Linked DNA regions of Sus scrofa: region 2 is linked to region 1. Evidence: chromatin contacts called from public Hi-C data. All regions are on one chromosome and are shown on one strand. The core of a region is the stretch at or near the end of the contact, and the rest is flanking DNA. Distances in the headings are between cores, read along the strand shown. Region 1 holds the start of INTS8 (integrator complex subunit 8). Region 2 holds the start of DPY19L4 (probable C-mannosyltransferase DPY19L4).

The links. A called contact is a pair of places that touch in the nucleus more often than the background predicts.
Region 2: a Hi-C map of skeletal muscle shows a contact between it and region 1, with 8 times the contacts expected there. The contact joins the promoter of DPY19L4 here to the promoter of INTS8 in region 1. A contact is called at or near these places in 3 of 47 Hi-C or Micro-C datasets (heart right ventricle, liver and skeletal muscle).

What each region holds. Positions count from the first base shown.
Region 1 is chr4:41,876,616-41,882,840 of Sscrofa11.1, reverse strand. It overlaps INTS8 (integrator complex subunit 8), which reads left to right and starts at 3,984. Exons shown (of 28, transcript XM_003125559.5): 1 at 3,984-4,280. The coding sequence starts at 4,151.
Region 2 is chr4:41,982,109-41,988,944 of Sscrofa11.1, reverse strand. DPY19L4 (probable C-mannosyltransferase DPY19L4) reads left to right here and starts at 3,126. Exons shown (of 19, transcript XR_002343212.1): 1 at 3,126-3,281.

The DNA.
Region 1 (6,225 bases), core at 2,735-5,234:
ACTTCCATATGCTGTGGGCACAGCCCTAAAAAAAACAAATATACAAAAAAACCTACCTTAAAAGACTGTAGTATTTGTTCAAGGATTGACAAATACACCAATAGAAACAGAGTAGAAAGTCTAGAAACAGATTCACATGTGAACAGTCACCTGATTTCTGACAAAGTCACCACTGCAATTCAATGGGAAATAACCAGTATTTCCAATAAATGATAATATGGGAAGAAAGTGAATCTTGGCTTATACACACAAAACGATTAAAAGTGGATCATAGGAGTTCCCACTGTGGCACAAGGGGATTGGCAGCATCTCTGGAGGACTGGGAAGAAGGTTCGATCTCCAGCCAGCACAGTGAGTTAAGGATCTGGCATTTCTGCAGCTGTGGCATAGGTGGCACCTGGAGCTTGGATCTGATCCCTGACCTGGGAATTCCATATGCCTTGAGGCAGTCAAAATAGAAAAAAACTCCCAGTAGCTCACAGGGAGTTCCCACTGTGGCACAGTGGGTTACGAATCCAAATGCAGTGGCTCAGGTTGCTGAGAAAGAGTTGATTTGATCCCCAGACTGTGGTGGGTTAAAGGACCTGGCATTGCCACAACTGTGGTGTAAGTTGCAGCTGCAACTTGGATTCAGTCTCTGGCCCAGGAACTTCCATAGGCCATGGGTGCAACCTTCAAAAAAAAAAAAAAAAAAAAAAGAGGTGGATCTCACATAATTATGAAATGTAAAAAATACATTTTCTAAAGGAAAGCATCAGAAAATTTATCTTCATGATCTTGTGTAGGCAAATACTTCTTTAACAGGTAGGCAAAATTCCTTAAAGGAATTTAAGGATTGACTCCTTAAAGATTGGACTTTATTAAACAAGAGATATTTGTTTTTCCTAAATGTAGATCTAGTTTATTTCTTTGAGATGTTTGAATCCTCCAGATATAAATCTACATGTAGAATTGCTGCTTTTGGAAGTATGTTATCTTTGTATGAATATAAAAGGTCCCCATTTTTCCATATAGGTTTCCATTGCCCTGTAATTCTTGGAAAACACTTAATATTTCAATCTGATGGGTGACACATACTTTTTCTTTTTCTTTTTTTTCTGTTTTGTCTTTTTAGAGCTGTACTCGCAGCACATAGAGGTTCCCAGGCTAGAGGTTGAATTAGAGCTATAGCTGCCGGCCTATGCCACAGCCTCAGCAATACCTGATCCAGCTCATGGCAACCCTGGATCCTTAACCCACTGAGTAAGGCCAGGGCTAGAACCCTCAAACACTTGTCATCATGGATACTAGTTGGATTCAGGTTTCTTAACTGCTAAGCCACTCGGGAACACCCCATTGTTGTTTTAATTTGCATTTCATTGATCATTCATAACCATGACCCCCCCCCCCCCCGCCGGTGTGCACCAATTAGCTGAGCTTGCATATTTTTTTTCAAAGTTTATTTGGGATTCAGATATCTTCTGTAGATACTAGTTGCATTTTTCTGACCTCAGCCCAATTTTTTTGCTGTCTTTTCAGAGAGGCATATAATGCATGGAGTAAGATTTCAGGTTCTGAAGCCATGCTGCTTAAGCCCATATTTAGCATCTGGCACTTAATAGAAGTGTGACTTTGGGAAAGTTTTAAAGGTCTTTCTGTGCCTATTTTATCATCTGAGAATGAAGATAATAAAGAAACCTACTCCTTAGAATTTGAATGAGATAATGCATATGTTATGGATTGAATGTTTGTGTCCCCCTGCTCCCACCCCTGCCCCAAATTCCCTGTTGAAACTCTATCACCCAACATGATGGTCTTAGGAGGTGGGGCCTTTGGGAAGTAATTAGGATTAGATGAGGTCATAAGGGGTGGAGGCCTCCTAAAAGGGATTAGTGCCCTTATGAGAGAACTTGTTCCCTTTCTGCTATTGGCCAAGTGAGGATACTTGACAGTCTGTACTCCAGAAGCATGTTCTTATTACAGCTCAACCATGTTGTCACCATGATCTTGGACCTCTAGCTTTCAAAACTATGAGAAATAAATTTGTTGTTCTTTTTTTTTTTTTGTCTTTTTGCCTTTTCTTGAGCTGCTCCCATGGCATATGGAGGTTCCCAGGCTAGGGGCTGAATCAGAGCTGCAGCCATCGGCCTACACCACAGCAACGTGGGATCCAAGTCACGTCTGCAACCCACACCATAGCTCATGGCAATGCCGGACCCTTAACCCACTGGCAAGGCCAGAGATCGAACCTACAACCTCATGGTTCCTGGTCGGATTTGTTAACCACTGCGCCATGACGGAAACTCCTAAATTTGTTGTTTAGAAGCCATCCAGTCTATGGTGCTTTATTATAGCAATCTGAACTAATTAAGGCAATGCATAAAGTGCTTAACTCAGTGCCCATAGATAGTGAATTTACAATGAGCATTTGCTAGTAAATATTAACTATTATTTTTAGGTACACTAATCATGCCTGTTATAACGCTCAGTGCCCACTGGACATTTCCATTTCAACACCTCACAGGGTGTGCACAGTCAACATTTCCAACCTGAATTTCAAACCTGCCCCCTAGCTCTTCCCTGTACTGACAGACGATGGAGACATAGACCATTCACCCTGTCACTGGCGTTAGAAACATAAGAGCCATTCATTTTCCCTTAAGCTTTTTATGCCCAACTAGTGGGTGTATAAAACAAGCCAAATTTTCCATGAAAGTAACTATGTAATCTTCCTGTTGATGTTTTATTAATTTAGGTCCTCATGATTTTACTAGTCTAATACATGGTTTCCAAACTGTGTTCTTTAGAGTCTAGGACAGAGTTTCATGAGTCAGAAGAGTGACCCAAGGATGGTTTTTACAGTGAGAAAAGGACTGAGAACAGGACTCTGGGGAACATCAGAATGAAAGAGGCAGGGCAAACTCTAGAAAGAGTATTGTGCAGGAAGAGAATAAGACAATGGTTGCCATTGAAGCACTGATCTACTTCCACTTATGGAGGAGCTACTTCCACTTATTTTTCCTAGAACTTCAAAGCTTTACTTTTTCATTCTGGAAGCCATTGAACTTATCTTCTCTATCCAGTGTTATCGGCCTGAGTAAGTGCAGTGGAAAGACCATCAAAGGCTCAACTTAGTCCCTTGTTTGTTGGGAAACTTTGGACAAATGATCGAACCTGGAACCTTAGTGTCTTCACTGGTTAAAAGACGTATTATGAGGTTGTTTACAGGAGAAAACAAGAATCATGTATATGAAAAAAGCACTATATATTAGCTAACATCTGCCCATGTTTCTAGACATGAGGCCTTGTTTAAAAAGATTACCTGTATTATCAAGTTCTTCCTTAAATTCTTTTCTCAACCCTAAGATTAGGCACTATTATAATTAAGGTTCCGAGAGGCTATAATTTGCACTAATATAGATCGTGTATATAGTCTATGAATTCACTTTTTAAAAAAAACCTTTGTTAATAAAAAGCGCATTACAGAATGGGGGTATATGAAAAATGGGGTTAAAACAATATCTCTAGCTGAGATATCAAGAAAATTAGGCGTTAAATATTGAGTGCTAGTCCTGAGAAACAGCAGAAAAGCTGGATCTCGGGGGTCCGTCAGCTGTCCGAGAAAGGGGGTGGGAACGCTGTTGGCCAAGACCAATAGGGCACATCTGTTGAGAGGACCTAAGTGGGAGGAAATCTTAGCAATGGAAATGGGAAAATTGAAAGCACCGAAAACAAACTTTGCATAGATCACAGTTTCAACCTGCAGTGCTCACTGCCTTTTCCTCAGACGCTGAGAGGCCTATTAATAAGGCTGTTCGTTTCTCTCGCTGAGAATCTCCCAGGGTACCGGGAAAACCCAACCTGCGACCCAACTTATTCTCAAACCATCTCCCATAGCAACCGGAAGGAGGCGTGGTCTGGGGACAGGTACCGCCCTCTTTCTTCAACTCGAACAAGGATTGGCCTGGAGGCGCGGCTGTGGCGCCGGAAGGCGGATCCCGGAGTCCCAGCTACGGCTGGGCTGTGCCGCCATTTTGGATTGTGTGGGTTTCTGGGAAGTTCCGAGTGTTCCTCACACCCCGCGGTTCCGCAGATCACAGGCCCGGGCCCGCGTCCGAGTGTCAGGTTGGAGCCAGGAAGCGTCCCTGGGGGTAGCGGCGGCGGGGGCAGGATGAGCGCGGAGGCGGCGGACCGGGAGGCGGCCACCTCCAGCCGGCCCTGCACCCCGCCGCAAACGTGCTGGTTCGAGTTCTTGCTGGAGGAGTCGCTGCTGGAGAAACATCTGCGCAAGCCCTGCCCGGGTAAGCGCGGCGCCGGCAGCCCGAAGGGAGCGAGACCCGGCCACCGGCGCTGTCCGTGCGGCTCTCACCACCCCGCGCCTTCTCGGCCACGAACCTGTGACCCGGGAGGCGGGGACCAGAGCGGAGCTTTGGCGCGGCCCGCTTAGCTAAGCATTAAACATTCTAGTGCGGGGGCATCGAAGTGGGAGGCCAATGAAAAGGGCAACCCAAAGGCCCTTCCGCATCCCCTTTTACTGTTTGGGTTTTTTTTTTTTAAGTCACCTGCCAGATGGTATAGTGAAAGTTACTTGGGTTAGGAAGGCTGGCTCTTGACAGAACCCGGGACAATTTGGGGAGATGGAGAGAAATCAGCTATTTTGGGTCAGACCCTGATGCCAGGATATATAGTTAACTATTATTAATATATAATTTATGTTAAATATAATTAATATATAATTTATATTACATGTGTATATATGTATTTCAAATTTGGTCTCTGAATCAAAAACGAAGAAATCTTTGAAAGCAGGAACTGCTTTACTTTACAAGATGGTTATTGTATAATGATGATCATGATTAATATCCCAGTTAATGAGTGCTGTTAGGGAAGGTGGAAAACGCCAGGCATTTCTGGAAAGAGGTACCAGCATGAGAAGGTAAGCTCCTGGATGATATTTTGCTGATGAAATTTGAATTCAGATGTGGCTTGTTCAGTCTAATAGCCTGGTCTTAACTGGTGGAGACTACTGTACTTCACTTGGGCAGTTTTACCGCCTATATTATATTGTGTTCTTTGAATTGGTTGCTTTTGACTAACGTTTGTTGAGTGTTTCTGGATGTCAGGCATTAGTCTTAATGCTTCACATATGTTATTTCTTTTTTTCTGTCTTTTGTCTTTTTAGGGCCATACCCGCAGCATATGGAGGTTCCCAGGCTAAGGGTCAAATCGGAGTTCCAGCTGCTGGCCTATGCCACAGCAATGCAGGATCTGAACCAAGTCTGCCATCTACACCACAGCTCAGGGCAACGTCTGATCCTTAACCCACTGAGCAAGGCCAGGGATTGAACCGTGTCCTCATGGATGCTAGTCAGGTCATTAGCCACTGAGCCAGGTGTTATCCTGTGAGGTAGGTGGTGTTATCCTCTATTTTGCATGGAGATAAATGGGTTTGTAGAGGTAACTTGAGGCAGGTCTCACTAATTAGTTAACAGTTCTAACAATGGCATCTCTTTCCTTTAATTGACATTGGTTATTTGTTGAACTGGAAATCTATAGCCATTGTCGTCTTCCTTAAAAGTGCTTTATTCTGCAGGGATCTGTTACCTTTCCTCCTTACACCGTTCCTGATGTTTCACTTGAATCCCCAGGCACCCTTCTTATAAACCATAATCCTTAGATGTCGTAGCTGCACAATGTTTGTGTTTTTTTAAATTGAAGTGTAGTTGATTTACAGTGTTTCAGGTATACAGTAAAGTGATTTATTTGTACATATATATTCTTTTTCAGATTCTTTTCCATTATAGGTTATTGCAAGATATTGAATATAATAGTTCCCTGTGCTACATAGTAGCCCCTTGTTTATCTACTTTATATATAGTAGTGTGTGTCTGTTAATTCTGAATTCCTGACTTATCCCCCCCTTTCCCCTTTGGTAACCATAAGTTTATTCTCAATGTCTGTGAGTCTTTCTGTTTTGTAAATAAATTCATTTGTATCATTTTTTTAGATTCCACTTTGACAGACATTTAGGTTCCTTCCATGTCTTGGCTATTGTACATAATGCTGCTGTGAACATTGGGGGGATATATCTTGTATCTTCTGGAATTGGAGTTTTCCTCTTTCCCAGATATATCCCCAGGAGTGGGATTGCCAGGTTTTATATGGTAACTCTATTTTTAGTTTTTAAAGGCACCGCTGTACTGTTTTTCATAGTGGTTGCACCAGTTTACATTCACACAACAGTGT
Region 2 (6,836 bases), core at 1,877-4,376, 110 kb before region 1:
CTTTCTGCAGAAGGTGGTGGAGCATTTCAGGCCAAAACTGAAGCTGGTAATTATTACCTTGGAAGAGTGAACCATAAGTTACAACAATACCACCACCCAAGAATACATAGAATATATATGCTCAACATTAAAAAGCATTTTATTGGTTAAATGAATCTTCAAAACAACCTATTACAATAGGTACAACTGTTACTATTTTATAGACCTGTCATGGTTGCACAGAAAGCAACCATGTAGAAGATAAAGATGGATGTAGAAGATAAAGCAGGATCTGGAGGCCCTGTTAATGGGATTAGTGCTCTCAGTTGCTTCTGCTCTGGCTCCTTTCCTAGCCTTGCACAAATATAGTCCTTTGTTACAAAGTTACAGAGTGGGGCTTCCTTGTGTTCCTTTGGTCTGCCTTTTTACTTTATTGCCAGCATGCAGTTAATTCAGCTGAATTATTCAGTAGCTACATATTGTTGCTGTTCTAAAAGTGAATGTTGATAAATGAGTAACAAAGCTGCTGATTACACCCTGGAATTTGAGCCAGCGTTTTATAACTGAAACCCATATGATAGTAAACACCAGAAACATTAAAAAAAAAAAATCAATGTGGAATTGTCAGCTCCTTCTGAGTGGTCCTCAGGCTTTCTGTGCATGATTCATTTTTCCTTACTTGACACTCTCTCCATGGTTTCATCCTCAGCCACCTTCTCTATCTATTCTCTGGGCAAACTCACTCATTTACTTCCACATTCTCCTTTGGAGCTACAGAATTCCTTTTTTTTTTTTCTTTTTCTTTCTTTCTTTCTTTCTTTTTTTTTTTTTTTTTTTTTTGGTCTTTTGTCCTTTTAGGGCCGCATCTGCGGCACGTGGAGGTTCCCAGGCTAGGGGCTGAATCGAAGCTGTAGCTGCTGGCCCACACCACAGCCACAGCAATGTGGGATCCGAGCCATGCCTGCAATCCACACCACAGATCACGGCAACTCTGGATCCTTAACCCACTGAGCAAGGCCAGGGATCACACCTGCGTCCTCATGGACATTAGCCAGGTTTGTTTCTGCTGAGCCACGATAGGAACTCCAGGAATCATTTTCAACTCACCATGTATTACACCCAGTTTGTCATTAGGCTCTGTAAATTTTACTTCAGCACGTTTTGAATCCATTCACTTTGAACATTTTTATTTCCATTACCTTATTTTAAACCTTTATGTTTTTTTCAGGCACACTTGAGGCACGTGTAAGTTCCTGGGCCACGGATTCAGCCTACATCACAGAAGTGAACCCAGGCCTCTGCAGTAAAAACTCTGGATCCTTAATCTACTGCACCACAAGAGAACACCCTGTAGTTAATATTTTGAATGAAAAAAGTTTGTTTTCCTAACAAAATTACGTGGATTCAGGGATAAAGTATGCATTCTCATTATCCTCATGTGGAGGTTTTAGGGTTCAAGGGAATAATGTTTCTACTAGGGAACACAACATGATACCACTGATTTCTATCAAAAGACTGAATAATTATCTCTCTTCTATCATATTTCCATTTGATTTTTTTTTTTTTTTTGGTCACACCCATGGGCATTCAGAAGTTCCCAGGTCAGAGATGGACCCCACATCACAGCAGTAATCTGAGCAACAGCAGTGACAGTGCTAGATTCTTAACCACTTGGCCACCAGGGAACTCCTTTGCTATTTTTTCTCTCTATTCACTACTGTATAGAGCAGGCACATTTACATTTAAGTTCTTCAGGTGATCATGAAGGAATTACAGAAGGAATCATCATTTCTTAAGACCCTTGACTTGGAGTACCTGTCGTGGCGCAGCGGAAAGGAATCTGACTAGTATCCATAAGGAGGCAGGTTCCATCTCTGGCCTCACTCAGTGGGTTAAGGATACGGTGTTGCCGTGAGCTTTGGTGTAGGTCAGCAGATACAGCTCCAATTTGACCCCTAGCCTGGGAACCTCCATATGCTGTCAGGGTACAGCCCTAAAGACAAAAAAAAAAAAAAAAAAAAGAGGCAGAGAGAGACCCTTGACTTGGTAGAGTGTCCCTTAGCGGCCACTGTATTGTTCCCTCATGAGGGGGAATTCTGCCTGCTTATCATCTGATCATCGATATCAGCAGGCCTTTTCTGGGCAACTGGTACCCTCCACCATATTTCTAACTCCTCTATGTTTGGCAGGCAAGAAATATTTACAGGCAACTAAAAGCATAAAAAGGGTTCCTGGAACTGTTTTTGCACAGCAGTGAAAATTGAGAGCTTCTCCCAAAATATCTTAACTTGATCAAGGTGTTATTAGGAAGAAGATTCTTGCTGCCTGCTGAGAATGGGACATCCACAATAACCCCATGACATAGGTGAGTTCCTGTGCTTTTTTCCTCTCCTTCTAAAAACAGGCATTTTGTAAGTTCCTAAATTTACTTTTTAGTACTGTTGGTGGCGGAAGGTCCTGCCATATATGGAGAATGCTAGAAATAATAAAAATGAAGACAAACAGTGTAACAAGTTAAAACTGTGTTCCATTGCTGTGGAATATCTAAACGCAGCCCGTCCTCCGCACTGGCCATAGCACTACTGTTTTTAAAGTAATATCATAAAATGCAAATGAATTTGTTTAACCAGTTTTGGTGGTTAAATACACTAAGTTCCAAGCACAAGCTTCTTTCTTGCAACGGTCAAGTGGCCAATGTGCCAACCTAGAGTGTTTTCCCGCTCTCTGAAAACACCCTTAGGATGCAGAAGCCCTCAGTTCCAGTTCTGACTCCGACTGGCTTTATGACTTACACTTGCCGGATCTCAGTTTCCTCTCTGTAAAATGGGGCGAGTCTGGGGGCTGGATCTAGATATTCTTTGCCCTTCTGGGTCCAACTGCAAAAGCCCCCGAAAACCCAGTCGGGGTCGCATCTTTGGTTGAGGACAGCAAAGGGAATGGCTGCATCAGGACCCTGGGACTCACCCCGGGCGGGAGGAGGGCGGGGGAGGGGGCGTGCCCTGAGTGCCAGCAGTGGGCGGTGCCACCGGCGAGGAGCCGCCTTCCTGCCCGCGCAGGCCCTGGCGCTCCAGCGAAACGCTCCGGCCGCTCTCCACTCCCGGCACTTTGGTTCCAGGGCCCTCGTGGGGGACAGGATTGGCGGTGACACCGGAGGGGGGCGGGTCAGGAAGTGGGGGCGCGGCGGCCAGGAGCGGCCCTGGAGCGGCCAAGAGGTTCTGTAGTGCAGAGGGTGGGAGACTCCGGGCCGCGCTGGAGCAGGGGGTACTCCCCGGCCTCCGCTGAGACGATGGCGGAGGACGAAGGTGAGCGCTCCGAGGCCGGGCGCGACAAGTGTCGCGGAGATCTCGGGGAAGGGGAGTCGGTGCGCGAGGGCTAGGAGGCCTGGGTTGCTGGCTGTTGATGGTCGTAGCTGTCGGGTGGGAAGCGAGGTGGCGACGGGGGAGGTGAGTGGAGAAATTCAGGAGTGGAGTAAATAAATGGCCTGAAGTTGCATCCACCCAAGTGGGAAGCAGAAGTGGAGCTTAAAGTTGAGAATCCGGTAGGAAGAGAAAAGGCCGTGGGGGGAGTGGTTGGGCGGGAGGACTGTGAGCAGATGATTAATGGGGTGGGGGGCATGCTTTGGTTTAGATGTAGCTTTATTGAGTGCATATTCGAGAGGGAGTGTTGTTTAACCAAATGCCCCTCAGTCTGAGTACGCTCTTGAGGTCTTTGGGTTCTACAAAGTCTCCCCCGCAGGCTAAGGGGACAAAAAGAGGTTTGGGATAAACGAATTGGAAGGGGAAGAAGAGACAGAAACTGAAGGTCAAGTTCACTTATGATCGGGGGAGATGGCAAAGGGAGAAGGGATATAGGTAGTTTTGGGGGGATCTGGAATCCAGGAGTGCTTTGAGGGTGAAAGTGAGTGGGCTGGAGAAAGCTTTTCATGCCCCTTCAGGGCCAAGGCAAAGACAGTTAATTCACTCAGAGTATTTATTCTTAGAAATTGATTTATTGATAGAAATTATGATTTCTCTCATAGAAATTGAGAGAAAAATGAGTTGAGGAATTGAGCTAGTGGTAGATACTATAGGAAACATTTGTAGCCTATCTTCATGATATCCATACTACTTTCAGGCATATGTATATATACAGATATCACCCTAATGAGCAGTTGGATTTGTCATTCTTTTGGATATGTGACTTTTTACCTTGTTGAGGGTTGTGAATGTGATCTGCTTAGATTTAAGCCTTACTGATCCAAGAGTACAAGGAGGGAGTTTGGGGAATTCAGTGGAAAGAGATTTAAAAAAAATCAATTTTAAGAAGTGTTTGCTGCTCTGCGACTTGCTGCTTTGCCCCGTGCACAGTTTTTTTTATTTTTTTCCTAAAGTGTAGTTGATTGACAATGTTGTGCCTGTTACTGCTGTACAGCAAAGTGACTCAGTCATACATACATATACATTCTTTATGTTATTTTCCATCACGGTCTATCCCAGGAGATTGGATATACTTCCCTGCGCTGTACAGTAGGACCTTGTTGCTTATCCATTCTAAATGTAATAATTTCCATCTGCTAACCCCAAACTCCCAGTCTGTCCCACTACCTCCCCCCTTCTCTTTACCCACTCTTGTTTCATATTAGCTTCCTCTTCCTTGAGTGTTCAGTGTTAAAACAGATCTAAATTTAAGACACTCTACCTAAAAACAGGTTCAAAACCAAAACTCTTTGTAGTTGGTAAGGAGGAATATAATTCCATTTGTTGCCTTGGTTTTGTCTTCAATTGCAATATATGTAATACTTTTTATTTTTTATTTATCTTTTGAGGGTCGCACCCTTGTCATATGGAAGTTCCCAGGCTAGGGGTCAAATTGGAGCTGCAGGTACCATCCTGTGCTACATCCACAGCAATGCCAGGCACCTGTGACCTACACCGCAGCTTGATGCCACCCTGGATCTTTTAACCCACTGAGTGAGGCCAGGGATCAAACCCACAACCTCATGGATACTAGTCAGATTCTTAACCCGCTGAGCCACAATGGGAACTCGTGTAATACATTTTTTTACTTAAGAAGAATTTTTTTTTTTTTGGCTGCACCTGAGGCATGTGGAAGTTCCCAGACCAGGGACTGAACCTGAGCTACAGCACTGACAACAACAGATCTTTAACCCACTAAGCCACTAGGGAACTCCTATAATATACAATTTAGATTTTTTTTTTCTTTTCTAATTGCAAATCCCTGGGGTAGGCTGATAAGCTGGCTTGTATGTTTCCATGAGGACTTCCATGCCTAAGTTAAAGCATGAAAAAAAATTACAGTACAAAAAGTCTTTTTTTTTTGGTTTTTGTCTTTTGTCTTTTTTTTTGGCTGCACCCGTGGCATATGGAGGTTCCCAGGCTAGGGGTCAAATTGGAGCTATAGCTGCTGGCCTACACCACAGCCACAGCAACGCCAGATCCTTAACCCACTGGGTGAGGCCAGGGATCAAATCCGTGTCCTCATGGATGCTAGTCGGGTTCTGGCATTGCTGTGGCTGTGGTGTAGCCTGGCAGCAATAGTTCTGATTCGAGCACTAGACTGGGAACCTCTATATGCCTCGGGTGTGGCCCTAAAAAGACAAAATAAATAAATAAATAAATAAATAAATAAATAAATAAATAAATAACTTACTCTGGGAATCTCTTCTCTTGATGCTGTAGAGGGTTATGGTATTTATATTTATGTTTCTTAGAAGAAATAATAGAGCAAAGGAAGAAATGACAGCCTTGAATGGAGCAGAATTAACACTTCACTTGGAAATTGCTATTATAGTCTAGGTGGACGTTTTCAAGCTTATTTGTAGCCCTGTTAACAATCTCATGTGAAGATCACTGGCCAGAGACTGAAATAGCAGGTTATTTTTGTGGCTGTGTTATCATTTTTATTTAGTTTGACTTTTTCTCTAGTTTCTTTCTTTGTTTCGATATGGACAGATTCTTTTTCTCAAGTTTTATTGAAATATAGTAGATTTACAGTGTGTTAATTTCTGCTGCATGATGAAATAATTCAGTTATACATATATACACATCCATTCTTTTTCAGATTCTTTTCCCATGTAGATTATTACAAAATATTGGGTAGAATTCCCTATGTGGACAGATTCTTTTTTTTATTGAAGTACAGTTGATTTACTAGTTTGACTTTCTTCTTTTTTAAATTTTTATGGCCATAATGACAGCATATGGAAGTTCCTGGGCCAGGGATTGAATCTGAGCTGCCTCTGTTACCTACACTAAAGCTGCAGATCCTTTAACCCACTGTGCCAGGCCAAGGATCAAACCTGTACCTCTGTGGCCACCAGAGCCACTACGGTTGGAATCTTAACCCACTGCACCACAGCAGAACTCCTAATTTGACTTTTTCTTTATAGGGCTAAAAATATAAGATAGTGAAATTCTACCCCAGAGCTTTCCTATCAGAATTAATAATCTAGTTTGTCCACTGCTTTGTCTTTTGTTGATTTTCCTTGTAGAGATTCTGGGCTTTATCTATTATGAAGATCAATATAAAGGACATGAAATAAAATTTACATCCAGTCAGTTTTGTTTTATGGTGACAAACAAAAAATTTAGGGACGAGAGTGAAGAGGTTGGTTAAAAAGAATACTCTTTCCCATGTTGTAGTTTTTGCTCCCACAGTTCAATACCACTGAAATTGGCATGTCTCAGAATCAATGCACATATTTTGGAGTTCCTCTGTGGCTCAGTGGGTTAAGGAGCTGAAGTTATTCACTGCATGGCTCAGGTTGCTATTGTGGCTCGGGTACAGTCCTTAGTCTGGGAACTACCACATGCTGAGGCCGTGGCCAAAAAAATAAATAAAATCAGTGCAGGTATTTA